Linked DNA regions of Mus musculus: all the other regions are linked to region 2. A link is a contact called in public HiChIP or PLAC-seq and promoter capture Hi-C data. All regions are on one chromosome and are shown on one strand. Each heading gives the region's core, a stretch centred on a gene start, on an enhancer-like site or on the middle of the called end of the contact. The rest is flanking DNA. Distances are from core to core; before and after follow the strand shown.

Region 1 (2,815 bases), core at 57-2,556, 780 kb after region 2:
ATAGCTCAGCAGACACACAAGCCTACAGCCTGAGCTCAATCCATGGATCCTAGGTGAGAAGCCAGATGCAGTGGCCCACATCTAAGCCTAGCACTCCTAAGGAAAGATGGGAGTCCACAAGAGGATCAGGCCAACTAGCCTGGAGTACATTACACAGAGGAGACAAGAGCTATCTCAACAAGACAGAAGACAAGGACTTCCTCTGATATCTCTCTCTCTCTCTCTCTCTCTCTCTCTCTCTCTCTCTCTCTCTGACACATGCACACACCACCACCCCACTAATATATACATAGTGTGTAGTATGCACACACATGTGCCTGTGTGTGTGTGTACAAGAGAAATCCCTGTTTATTTCGATCTTCATACTCTTTATTTTACCAAAGTACCCAATGTAACCCTGACTTTAGGGGATGCTCCCAAGCACAGACATCTGGAAGAACTGAAGGGCTCGAAAGACACCAAGCTGCCAGCTAGAGCCCAGTGATAGAGCACGCGCTTTATCCCAAGAACCAGAATTCCGTTCCCAACACCAACAAAAATAAAAGTCTGCGTTTAGTGTTCTACTTCTAGCTTTGCCAACTTTGCCAGTGTGCCCCTTGGTGAATGACTTCCCCCTCGGGGCTCTGGATCTCTTTAAATCAGGTGTGGGGATGAGGGGTGGGCAGCGGGGACTAGGTCCTATGGGGAAAGAAAGGCAATTGAGCACACTGGTGCCTCCTTCCCTGTAAACACGCAGGGGCAGGCCAGAGGAAGCTGAGAAGGGAGGGAATGCAGTACGTGAATACCTGTGTGGTCTACTTGTGCTGTCAATCTGGAGAGTGGACTCGAAGAGGTCGATGATGGGCTTAAGGGGCCACAGCAAAAGCCTGCTCAAGCAAACTTGTGTAATTTGCTGTGTTGTGAAAGAGAAGACTCCAGAGCCCTAAGATCTTGGTGGCCTCCTCAAATTTGAGCCCCCTTAATGAACATACCAACACTCCCTTCAGAGGGCCCATCCTAGACAAACTGTTGGTGTCCGCGGAATATTGTGTGCATTAGCTTAGTGGGGCCTCCAGACAGGGCCCCATCTCAAGCTACCTCTAAAACTGTGACAGGGTGGGCGCTGTCTGGTGGAGGAGTTTGAGCTGAATGGGCAGAGGTATCCACGTTCAAATGCCTCCTGGCTTCCGGCCAAGCAGCTGGCAGGTTCATCCCTCTCCCCAGGGTCCTCATAAACACCACTTCCGGACCTCCTGTCTCCATGTGGGCTCTTCCTGCCGGGATTTCTATTCTCATGCCTGCCCTTTCTCTGCAGAGCTTTCTCCCGCTCGTCGCGAGCCTTATTTCGCTCTCTTCTTCTCCCTATGTGATTCTGCTCCCCTCCTTCCCTCCACCCTTGACTTCTCTCCCTAGCTATCTCTCAAGAGTCCTGGAATGGGTCTCCCTCGCCATCTCCCATGCCGGCTATATCTCCCCCTGCCATAGCTCTCACCCCTGCACCTCATTCTTTGTATTCCTCTCGCACTCCCGGTCTCCCCAGCATCTCTCCTCCCCCGCCTGGCTCTGGCCTCCCCCTGCCTCCCCATCTTAAGACTCCTCCCCCTAGCTCCTCTCCCCTCCCCTCCCTCCACCTCACTCCACTCCCTGCCTGCATGCCACGGTTTCTTTCCACCGTGGGGGTCTCTGAGCCTTCCATTCTCCTCTCCGCCTGCCTTCTCCCTCACCTCAGGGGTAGCGAACCCCCTTTTTTTCTGCCTGAGCATCCTCGCACCACCCCCACTGCCACTGACTCTCTCCCCACCCTCTCCTCTCCGCTTCTCTCTGCCCCTTTAAATCTGCCTGGCCCAGCCTCCCCCTTGATGCTGGGTTTGGAGCAAACATTGATTTGTGCTGGGATGGAATTGGAATTTTGATTTTTTTTTTCCTCTCCCAACCATAAGAAGAAAAAAATAAAAACACCCCTTCTTGATAGCCCCCTCCCCTTTCCCATCCAGCCCCCAGCTCCTCTTCGCTGTCTCCGTTCAAGACAGATTTTTTTCCCCCTACACTTATTCTCATCCCCTCCACCCTGCCACTACCTCACCCCCCACACTAGCCTGCACCTTCAGCCGAGGAAAAGGGACTCTCCCATAGCTCCCCCACCTTCCTTCTCTGGGTTGTAGCAGTCTCTCCGGAAGGGAAGGGGGCTTGGCTTGTCCTGGTGAGGTGTGAGTGGAGGGACCCTGCCATGGAAACTGCGCCTGGGAGGCAGCCTGAGCCCCAGCACACATGGTGAGTAACCTGTCCCCTCCCTTTCGCCAGTCTGCCCATCCCTACCCTCATCCCCCACCCCACCCCCAACATCCCCATTCTACCATCGGCCCACCTGGGGCCGGCTTTCTAGCTAGCTACATTTTTACCCCCTTGCCTCCCCCGCACCCGGGTTTGCTAGCGGAGCCAAAGAATCCAGGCAGAGGGGTCCAAATCGCCAGGAAAGCAGGTGTCGGAAGACCCTGCCCTGGCCCCTCCCAGGTCCCCCACCTCCAACTGCCATCCACGCTCCACACTCTGGGGTTCTGGGTTGGAAAAGTAGGACTCGGGATCAGCGCTGGGACCCCAAGTCCCGGGAGGCGCCCTCTACAAGTTGGGAGGGATGGGAAAGCCCCCTTGCCCTCACCGCTTGGGAGCTGCTAAAAGATGCTGCCTAGGGGGGATGGGAGGAGGGCTGGAGGGCGGTGCTGATGCCCTAAAGCTACCGGCAGGGGAGCGGCTGGCAAAGAAGGGGACCTCGCTTTCCACTTGCCTCGCTCTCCACTTGCACCCCTCTTTCTCCGCAGCCACTCAGGATGAGGGTCCG
Region 2 (2,717 bases), core at 13-2,512:
TTCACAGGAAGACCAATCGAATCAACTAACCTGGACCTTTGGGGCTCTCAGAGACTTAACTACCACCAAAGAACATACATGGGCTGGACCTAGTCCTCCCTGCACATAGGTAGCAGATGTACAGCTTGGTCTTCCTGTGGGTCCCACATAACTGGAGTGGGGGCTATCCCAAAGGCTGTTGCCTGTGTGTGGGATATGTTTTTCTAGCTTGGCAGCCTTGTCTGGCCTCAGTGGGAAAGGATATGCACCAGACACCAAACTTGGTTCTTAAAGTCCCAGAAGACAGTGTGGTTTCTACTCAAGGCAAAAATGCAGCGTTTCTTGTTTGGTTTCAGACCAGGATTATGCCCAGGGACTGAGGCAAATATTTTACATTTTTACATGTTTACAAAGCAGACATGGCCTCCAGATTCTCCCATCATCCCTCAGACCCTACCTGGCATACCTTGCCTCCAACCTTGAAGTTTCCAGACCAGGGGCCTGGCTGCCCTTCCTCAAGAGGCTCTTCCCTATAAAATTCAGACATTTTGTGCTCTCTCCCTACCCCCTCCCCCATCTCTCCTTCTCCCACCCCGTGTCTCTCTCTGCTCGGTCGCCCTTTCTCTCTTTCTCCTCTCCCCCACTCCTCTCCATGGTGAGTCCCCTGGCCTTAATCCTTGGGGCCAGTTAACTCCCAATAAACCTGCCTTTAATGTAAACTAGTCTGGCTTGAATCGGCTCATTTCACCAGCGGTAGAGAAATGCCTATCATTTCTAAAAGGAAGGGAGAAAGAACAGTAATTTTGGCTGGGCGATCAATCAAAATGATCTACAACTGGGCATTAGACTTGGTGAACTATGTGTTCCTGGAGGGCCCTGAAACGGATGAACTGGGAAGCAGGGCACGGGTGGGATGCACGCTTGTGAGAGCCTTAGCTGCGGAAGCAAGGACAAGAGTGCGCACATGAACTGGAGAAGAAACTCTGACACCCTCGAGTCCTGACAGAAGGAGGCAGAACAGTGAGAAAAGATGAAGAAGAATTCCACAGTGCCCGCCCCCTCCCCACGCCCAGCGCTTCGCGGTCTAGAGTTGTTCTTTAGGAGCGGATCCTTTCTGCACTTCGTCCTCCATCTCTTTTGCGTCATCCACCCCTCTTCCCAGAGAAATTTATGGTCCTTCGCTATTACTATAACTCCTTCCGGGTCGGGGGAGGGTGGGGCACACCTAGTACTGAGATTCGCGTGAGGTGAGGCTCGTAGTCGCGTCCGGTGTTTAAATCTCGCGCAGGCGTGCTAGCTCCCTGTCGCTATGCGGGTGCTTGTAGGTGAGGGAGGGCAGAGTGGCGGGCCGGCTTAGGCTGTAGCCGAGAGCTGAGAAAACAGGCCCACAGGGTGCAGTCTCCTAAGCAGGCAACCTAGCCTTGGTTTCCCAGCCCCAAAAGCTGAATCTGTGCGACCCTGTGACTTTTGTCACCTCTGCATCGCGGGGTGGGTTGGAGAGGCCTGATGTCAGATGGGGACCGCACCCAAAGGGGCCGCCAGCAGATGACCTACCGCCACCCCGCTGAGTAAACAGTTTGTGCTCCCCCATCAGGTGGCGGGACGGGATTCATTGGGACAGCCGTAACCCAGCTGCTGAGAGGCAGGGGCCACGAAGTTAAATTGGTCTCCAGACAGCCTGGCCCGGGTCGAATCACGTGGGTAGGTCGAGCTTCTGGAAGGTGGGTGGGAGGGCAATTTGCGCGGGAAGGACAGTACCAGCCGGCACTGTACTTTCTCCCACAGAGTGAACTCAGTGAGTCGGGGCTGCCCCTCTGCGATGTTGTCATCAACCTGGCTGGAGAGAATATCCTCAACCCTCTGCGAAGGTCAACAGGGCCATAAAGCAGTTATCACCTGTACAGGGGGGAGAGAGGGTCGATGCCTGTGACCCGTGCATGGTAGACATAAACTTGTGCAAGTGTCCCCTTAAGCCTTTGGAGCCTGTTATATATCAGCGTCTACTAAAGCCCAGTGTTGTGGATAAAGAGATATAGCCCATGCCTATTGGGGGCCGGGGGAGAGAGTCCTATCTTCTTAGCCACCCCGAGCTATGCATTAAGACAGGCTTAGGACAACAGACTTACTGGGAGGGGAGCCGGATGAGTGGGGAGGATATGGTCTAGGTGCATGTCTGCACTTTTGACCTTTTCTTTCATTTTCTCTGCAGATGGAATGAAACCTTCCAAAAAGAGGTTCTTACGAGCCGCTTGGATACTACCCACTTGCTAGCCAAAGCCATCACCGAAACTGCGCACCCACCTCAGGCTTGGATTCTAGTCACAGGTGTAGGTACGCTCCCAAATCACCAGCCTCTTACATTAACGGAGCCAGGGAGAACAGAGCAAGCAGTTGAGGCACTTGGGGCTTGCACCCGAATCACAGGTCCTTCCCAGGGTCACTGCCTAGGCCTCCAGCCTTGCAGGTTCTTCCTGACCCAGATCTGTACTGTCACAGTCTGGTCTTTATGGGTGTGGAAAGGCAGAATGGGGGTGTGGGGTACTTGGCTAGAGAGCCTTTATTGGGAGCCCTCAGAGAAAGAGGTGTGGTACGGGTCCTAGTGCGCACAGAAGGCATCTCCCCACTCCCACACCCCTTGCTTTTTTGCACTGCAGTTCTTTATGAAGAGCTCCCTTTGTTGTGTCTCCTTTGAGACCACACAATTGCAAACAATTAAAATGAGTAGTAGCCACCATACT
Region 3 (2,958 bases), core at 225-2,724, 960 kb after region 2:
AGGCAGAGATGGAGGCCGTGAAGCAAATGAAGATGATGAAGGTCAGGGCCTGCAGGACCAAGTACGGGGAGCTTTCTGAGGAGACACATGCGTAGGCCAGGCCATGGTTTGCCTGTGGTTAGGGGGCTCCTCTTCTCAGCTGGTACTTCTACCCCAGCCTCACTGAGAAGGAAGAGTTCTCAGTGAAGACACAGAAGTGACTCATCCCTAGTGTCAGGGACCATCAAGGGCATCTCCATCCTCCCACTCCTGCTATCCCAGGAATCTCAGCAACTCCATCAGTTTGGTATCCGCAGAGCCCCAGGGAAGTCCCCGGGGGACACAGAACACAAGGTACACACCAGCCCACAGTACCTCTGCCCTACAAAGCTTTCCCTATTCCTGATGGCTAAAAGTCAGATGCCAAGAGCAGATTCCATGCTGAGAGAGGCTTAGAAGGCAGGATCTTGCTAACTTATAGACCGGCAGATAGGAACGACAGCCTGGGTGAGCACTGTGATCTTGCTCAGTAACCAGGGCAAGCCTGAGACTAGATGGCAATGGGCCACTACTGACAGATAAAGTGTGGCTGCCGGAGATCTGCCCTCTTGGATACTTAAACTTAGACATGTCAAGAAGTAGCCTTCCGGCCCATTGGACACGCAAACTTTATATGCCCCAGTACAGGGGAACGCCAGGGCCATAAAAGGGGAGTGGGTGGGTAGGGGAGAGGGGGTGGGTGGCTATGGGGGACTTTTGGTATAGCATTGCAAATGTAAATGAGCGAAATACCTAATAAAAAATGGAAAAAAAAAAAAAAAAAAAAAAAAAAAAAAAAAAAGAAGTAGCCTTCCTAGAAGCTGGAGGGAAACAGACTGGCCTTCTTCCTGTGCTTCCTCTTCCTCTTCCCACCCTCACCCCAGCTCACTCCCTCAGTATCCTCGAAAGCTATCTTTCCATCTAACTTCCGTCTTGCGGTGAATGATGCATGCTAAGACTGCCTCCAGATAGAGAAGCGGCCGGAAAGCTGGGAGTTGCAGGAGGTAAAGCCTGTGAGTGGAACGACAGAAAACCTGAGAAGGGGGGTGGAAAATGGTGAGCACAGGAGGCCAGCCCAGAGTCATGCCAGGGGGCTGGGATGGGAGAGGTGGGGGCACGAGGTTGGGGAAGGCAGCTGTTACCAGCTCAGTTTCCAGCAGGATGCCTTTGAGGGAAGACAGGAAGGTCTTGTCCACTCCGAAGCCCTGGAGCCCTGCAGCTGCTCCTTCCTCTGGGGGCCGTTCCCGGCGATCCCAAGCACTGAACATCTCTGTGAGGCTCACGGGACACAGACTCTCCCTCACCAGATTCCCAGCAGCCCAGGAAGGGAAACAGAAATCTGGTTAGAGAAGCAGACAGGAGCCTGAAAGTGAAGCAGGGGCCTGCTGTAGGACTCTGGGGAAAGGCAGTAGTAACCAGGGAAGGCTTGCCCGGATGGGCTTCACCCAGCTGTGCCCAGAGTGCCTCTTCCCTGGCCTGCAGGGCCCCTAGGAGGCATGGGGAGGGGTGAGAGAGAGGTGGTTAACCCTCCTCTTCCTCCAGCCTAACCCACCCTGAAGAAGGGAAGAAGGAACAAGGAAAGGGAGAGATGGGGAAGAAACCAGAGGAATTGGGGGGTTAGGAGAGAGACAGGCAGAGCAAGGAGTCCCCAGCAACCAAAGCCTGAGGGATGTCTATGCCCCCTCCCATAACCTTAACCCTCTTATTTGGCTGGGTCTTTCTCTCTTTTCCTTTAAGGGAGGTGGGAACTGGAGCCCAGCCCAGGCAGTACCCTGCTGGACCAAGCTGCAGCAGCCAGAACCAGAGGACAAAGGAGGATTGTTGGGGATACAAGGGGGCGCTGTGTGCCTTCTGCAGTGCCTCAATGGCCTTCTGTCTCTCCTCCATGTTGAGCTGTGTGACCCCCACCCTTGTGTTCAGGGATGGACCAGGGGAGGGGAGAGGAGGAAGGGGAAGGGTGGATGTGGTGGACACCCAAGGAAAGTAGGGAAAGTTGCAGAGTGGAGAAGGACCTAGGGAGAAGGAAGGACCCAGCTGAAGACTAAAGGATGCTCAAGTACCACAGATGCCAAAGACAAATAAGACCACTTTAAACACAGATGTTTATTTGGATAAATCTCTTCACTTTCGATAACAGCTTTCACCTCAGAACCATCCTTCAAGGCAATTACACCTGGCTGCACGCAGAGTTGGCATGCACAAACAAACACAACAAAAGGCAAAGGGGGAGAGGTGGAGAAAGTGCCTGTGCCAGGAGTTGGGGGATTCAGGGGAAAGGAGCCAGGAGTATGGCTTCCAGGGTCAGCAGGCCTTTGGAGTCCGTTCCTGAGTAGAAATGCCACAACAGCATCCTCTAGCAGCACAAGCGGAACCTGCTCCTTCCCAAAAGTGCTTCCAAAAAGTGCAAAAGTCAGAGTTTCTCCCCAAGTCCTCCATCTTGTCCCGGGAGCCTGCTGCTTCAGGTAGGGCTTTGGAGGGCTTGAACCCGGCCCGCATTGGCAAGGTGATTGTACACCTGGCCCTCTCTCCCAACCGGGCATCAGCCTCAGGCAGGTGGTGAGCATGACTAAGCCATGACCCGGGGCCGCACACACACACAAGCCAAGGAGACTCGGTAGAGCCTGCGCTCCAAGCAGTAGCGGCGATGGGTACCTTCCTCGCCATGGCATGGCCGCCGGTAGAAGACCGTCTGGTTGTGGTAAAGTGGGACGGAGTTGCCCAGCGGGTCCATGTGGGAGCCTGTCTGTAGGCTGACGCAGTGTGGGCACAGGCATCGAGCGTGGTACAGGTCCTGGGGGACCCGATTCAAGTCCCTGTCCAACCTGTGGGGACAGAGCTGATTAGGCCAGAAGCAAGGGGCAGGTGGGGTAGAGACGCTGGAGGGAGCAAATGGCGTGGTTGGGGGACTCAACTTCTTAAATCTGTTCTGGCACCCAATAC
Region 4 (2,782 bases), core at 102-2,601, 990 kb after region 2:
GACCTGGCATGTCGGCCCAGGTGTGGCATTGTCTAGAGTATTTTTCTTGGAAAGAGAAGTTATTGAAGGCAGTTGAGCAAGAAAGAGACCAAATCAGACCTTCATTTGGAGTTCTGACAAGGTGGTTCACCATACAGGCCTGGAAATCACTCTTTTCTCCAGAACCCTTGAAAAGATGGAAGACAGGAACTGTCAAGTTAGCCTCTGACCTCCAACAAACACAGCATGGCCTGCATACCTACACACACGCATCATGTACTTGCACAGTAATACATTTTTAAAAAAATGAAACATCTGCATTATAAAAAAAAAAGATGGATCCATCTGCATCACAAGTAACATGGAGAGAAGCAGAGTGGCCTCTGCACACCAGTCAGTCCACCCTGAGTGAGAGGACTGTGGAGTAGCAGAGTAGGAAGAGTTTTATAAGGGTCTTGACATGAGATGAAGGCATTCCAAGGGCACACACCGAACATCGGACCTCACCATCGGTGGATGGTGAAGGCACCGTTGTTTCAAAGAGGGAAGCATTCGAAGATACCCAGATTAATGGAGAGGGTGTTGCATGATTGTTCTCTTGAGGCCTCTATGAGACATTCACGCTTATGTGGGCTCCCAAGAGGTTGCTTCACCGACTTGGGACTCTAAGAAGAGGTGGGAACAGGAAGCAGTTGTGTCTTGTCTGGGTCGACGGTGTCTAATACAAATAGTGCGGAGGTAAAGGCATGAGATGGTAAGGTACACATAACGCTGAACAGGAGAAGGAACATGTGACTGCCATGGAGAAAATGGACAGGAGAAAAAAGCCACAAGGTGAGACTTGGCAGTCAAGGGAGGAAGGTTAGAAGGTGGTCAGCAGTGCCAAACGTTGCTGGAAAATGGTGATCCAACCGAGTTCGGTGTGGGGAAACGCAGAGACTTGTTCCCCTGAAGAGAATGGAAGCTAAAGAGCAGAAGCAGGGTGCCAACGGATTCGTCCATCTGCATAAACCACACTCCCCTAGAAACCACCTCTAAGGGCATTTTGTCCATCCTTTAATCCTTCGCACACTGCCTGGGATACAGTAGGCACTTACTAAATTGTATCGATAAAATTAATGTGAAAGGGTGGAGAATGGAAGGATGAACGAGTGACAGGGAAGAACTGGAATAAGGAGGCATCTCAGGCGCTTGTCCCCGCTATATCCTTCACTTTTTTTTTTTAAACCGCAATGGCCTGCAGCTCCCAAGAAACAAACGATGGAGACCCCAGCCCATCCTTCAACGGGGGGCCTTGGCCCCCCTTTATCTCTGACGAACAGTCTGGACCCAGGTTCTGCTGACGTGGGAAGGGGAGGAGAGTCTGGAGGAAGGGGAGGGGAAAGCAGCGCAGAGACCGTAGAGACGGAGGAGGCGCCCGCGGCTGCAGAGCTGCAGAGCGGGGTCTCCCGGCCCTCTGCGTCCTAGCTCTCCGCACCTAGCCCAGCCAGACAGCAGCTCATTCTCTCGGCGCGGCCCATAGGGCCCCAGCGGTCGGCAAGCTGGCTCCCCGAGTAGCCACCGGGACCCCCGAGCCCAATGGCGGGGGCGGCAACAAAATCGACAGCGCCGTGGAGATCGCCCCCGGCTCCAATGGAGTAAGTGTCTGCGCCCCGGGGGGCCTCGGGCGACCTTTCCCCGCCCGTGCTGCGCGCCCGGCCTCCCACCCGCGGTCCCCGCGTGCCCGCGGCCTCCCCCGCCTCACCTTCTCTCCCCCACCCCTCGCCGCAGCAGGTCGGGAGCCTCGGAGATGCGGTCCCCCCCGAGCAGCTGCAGGGTGAGCGGGAGCGCCGGCGGGAGGGGGAGGGCGACGCGCTGGGCAGCAGCCTGTCGCTGGCCGCGCCCCCGGGACCCCTCAGCTTCGAGGCTCTGCTCGCCCAGGTGGGGGCCCTGGGTGGCGGCCAGCAGCTGCAGCTCGGCCTGTGCTGCCTGCCCGTGCTTTTCGTGGCGCTGGGCATGGCCTCAGACCCCATCTTCACGCTGGCGCCCCCGCTGCACTGCCACTACGGCGCCTTGCCCCCCAACGCTTCGGGCTGGGAGCAGCCCCCCAACTCCAGCGGCGTCAGTGTCGCCGGCGCGGCCCTAGCAGCCAGCGCCGCCAGCGGAGTCGTCACCAGTACGGACCCCTCGTGCAGTGGCTTCGCCCCACCAGACTTCAACCACTGCCTGAAGGACTGGGACTATAACGGACTGCCCGTGCTCACCACCAATGCCATCGGCCAGGTGAGGCGGCCGGGCGGGACCTGGAGTGGGAGCGGGCCAGGGCATCGAGGACCCTGCCTCATGCGACTGCACCACTCTCACGTCCCCAGTGGGATCTGGTGTGTGACCTGGGCTGGCAGGTGATCCTGGAGCAGATCCTCTTCATCTTGGGCTTTGCCTCCGGCTACCTGTTCCTCGGTTACCCCGCGGACAGGTGAGGATGTTGTGGGGGGTAGGGCAGATAGAAAAAAGAAGGGTTGCAGACAGAGCTAGGGTTTGAACAAACCCTGAGCTGCTGGGTTTGCAAGAGGACGCGGATGGTCCCGTTGTCTATCCTCGGCAGCCTCCTCTGGACTCCTGTGTAACTACTGTTTCCTCGCCCCATCAAGAAATACACATTCTATACCCACTTCCACACAAGGAAATGACCACACACTCGTGACCCAGTCACTATCAGAAGATCTGTATCCATGAGACAGTGGAGAGGCTTCATCTCAAACGTTAATCGATTCTTCAACAAAAACCTGGCCTCCACATTACATGTTCCATCTCCCTCTCGTTG

Evidence for each region. Promoter capture Hi-C pulls out the DNA fragments that hold promoters and counts their contacts. HiChIP or PLAC-seq counts read pairs in DNA pulled down with a chosen protein or histone mark.
Region 1: a promoter capture Hi-C map of hematopoietic stem and progenitor cells shows a contact between it and region 2, with 4 times the contacts expected there. The contact joins the promoter of Jph4 here to the promoter of Sdr39u1 in region 2. A contact is called at or near these places in 6 of 39 promoter capture datasets (3T3-L1-derived adipocytes, the C10 cell line, embryonic stem cells and 3 more) and 3 of 484 Hi-C or Micro-C datasets (all in embryonic stem cells).
Region 3: a contact with region 2 is called in an H3K4me3 HiChIP or PLAC-seq map of bone marrow-derived macrophages, with 6 times the contacts expected there. The contact joins the promoter of Cmtm5 here to the promoter of Sdr39u1 in region 2. A contact is called at or near these places in 2 of 39 promoter capture datasets (cranial neural crest and pre-B cells) and 1 of 115 datasets of contacts at active chromatin or transcription factors (bone marrow-derived macrophages).
Region 4: a promoter capture Hi-C map of liver shows a contact between it and region 2, with 5 times the contacts expected there. The contact joins the promoter of Slc22a17 here to the promoter of Sdr39u1 in region 2. A contact is called at or near these places in 2 of 39 promoter capture datasets (liver and pre-B cells).

Annotation. Positions count from the first base shown.
Region 1 is chr14:55,115,426-55,118,240 of GRCm38.p6, reverse strand. Jph4 (junctophilin 4) reads left to right here and starts at 1,306. Exons shown (of 6, transcript NM_177049.5): 1 at 1,306-2,250; 2 at 2,796-2,815.
Region 2 is chr14:55,898,777-55,901,493 of GRCm38.p6, reverse strand. Sdr39u1 (short chain dehydrogenase/reductase family 39U, member 1) reads left to right here and starts at 1,262. Exons shown (of 6, transcript NM_001082975.1): 1 at 1,262-1,304; 2 at 1,574-1,680; 3 at 1,765-1,847; 4 at 2,189-2,310. The coding sequence starts at 1,289. Khnyn (KH and NYN domain containing) reads right to left here. Exons shown (of 8, transcript NM_027143.3): 8 at 2,714-2,717.
Region 3 is chr14:54,934,986-54,937,943 of GRCm38.p6, reverse strand. Cmtm5 (CKLF-like MARVEL transmembrane domain containing 5) reads right to left here and starts at 1,474. Exons shown (of 5, transcript NM_026066.2): 1 at 1,161-1,474; 2 at 1-49. The coding sequence starts at 1,286. It overlaps Il25 (interleukin 25), which reads right to left. Exons shown (of 3, transcript NM_080729.3): 3 at 2,107-2,840. The coding sequence ends at 2,585.
Region 4 is chr14:54,911,701-54,914,482 of GRCm38.p6, reverse strand. It overlaps Slc22a17 (solute carrier family 22 (organic cation transporter), member 17), which reads left to right and starts at 1,351. Exons shown (of 10, transcript NM_001360406.1): 1 at 1,351-1,616; 2 at 1,750-2,241; 3 at 2,331-2,434. The coding sequence starts at 1,975.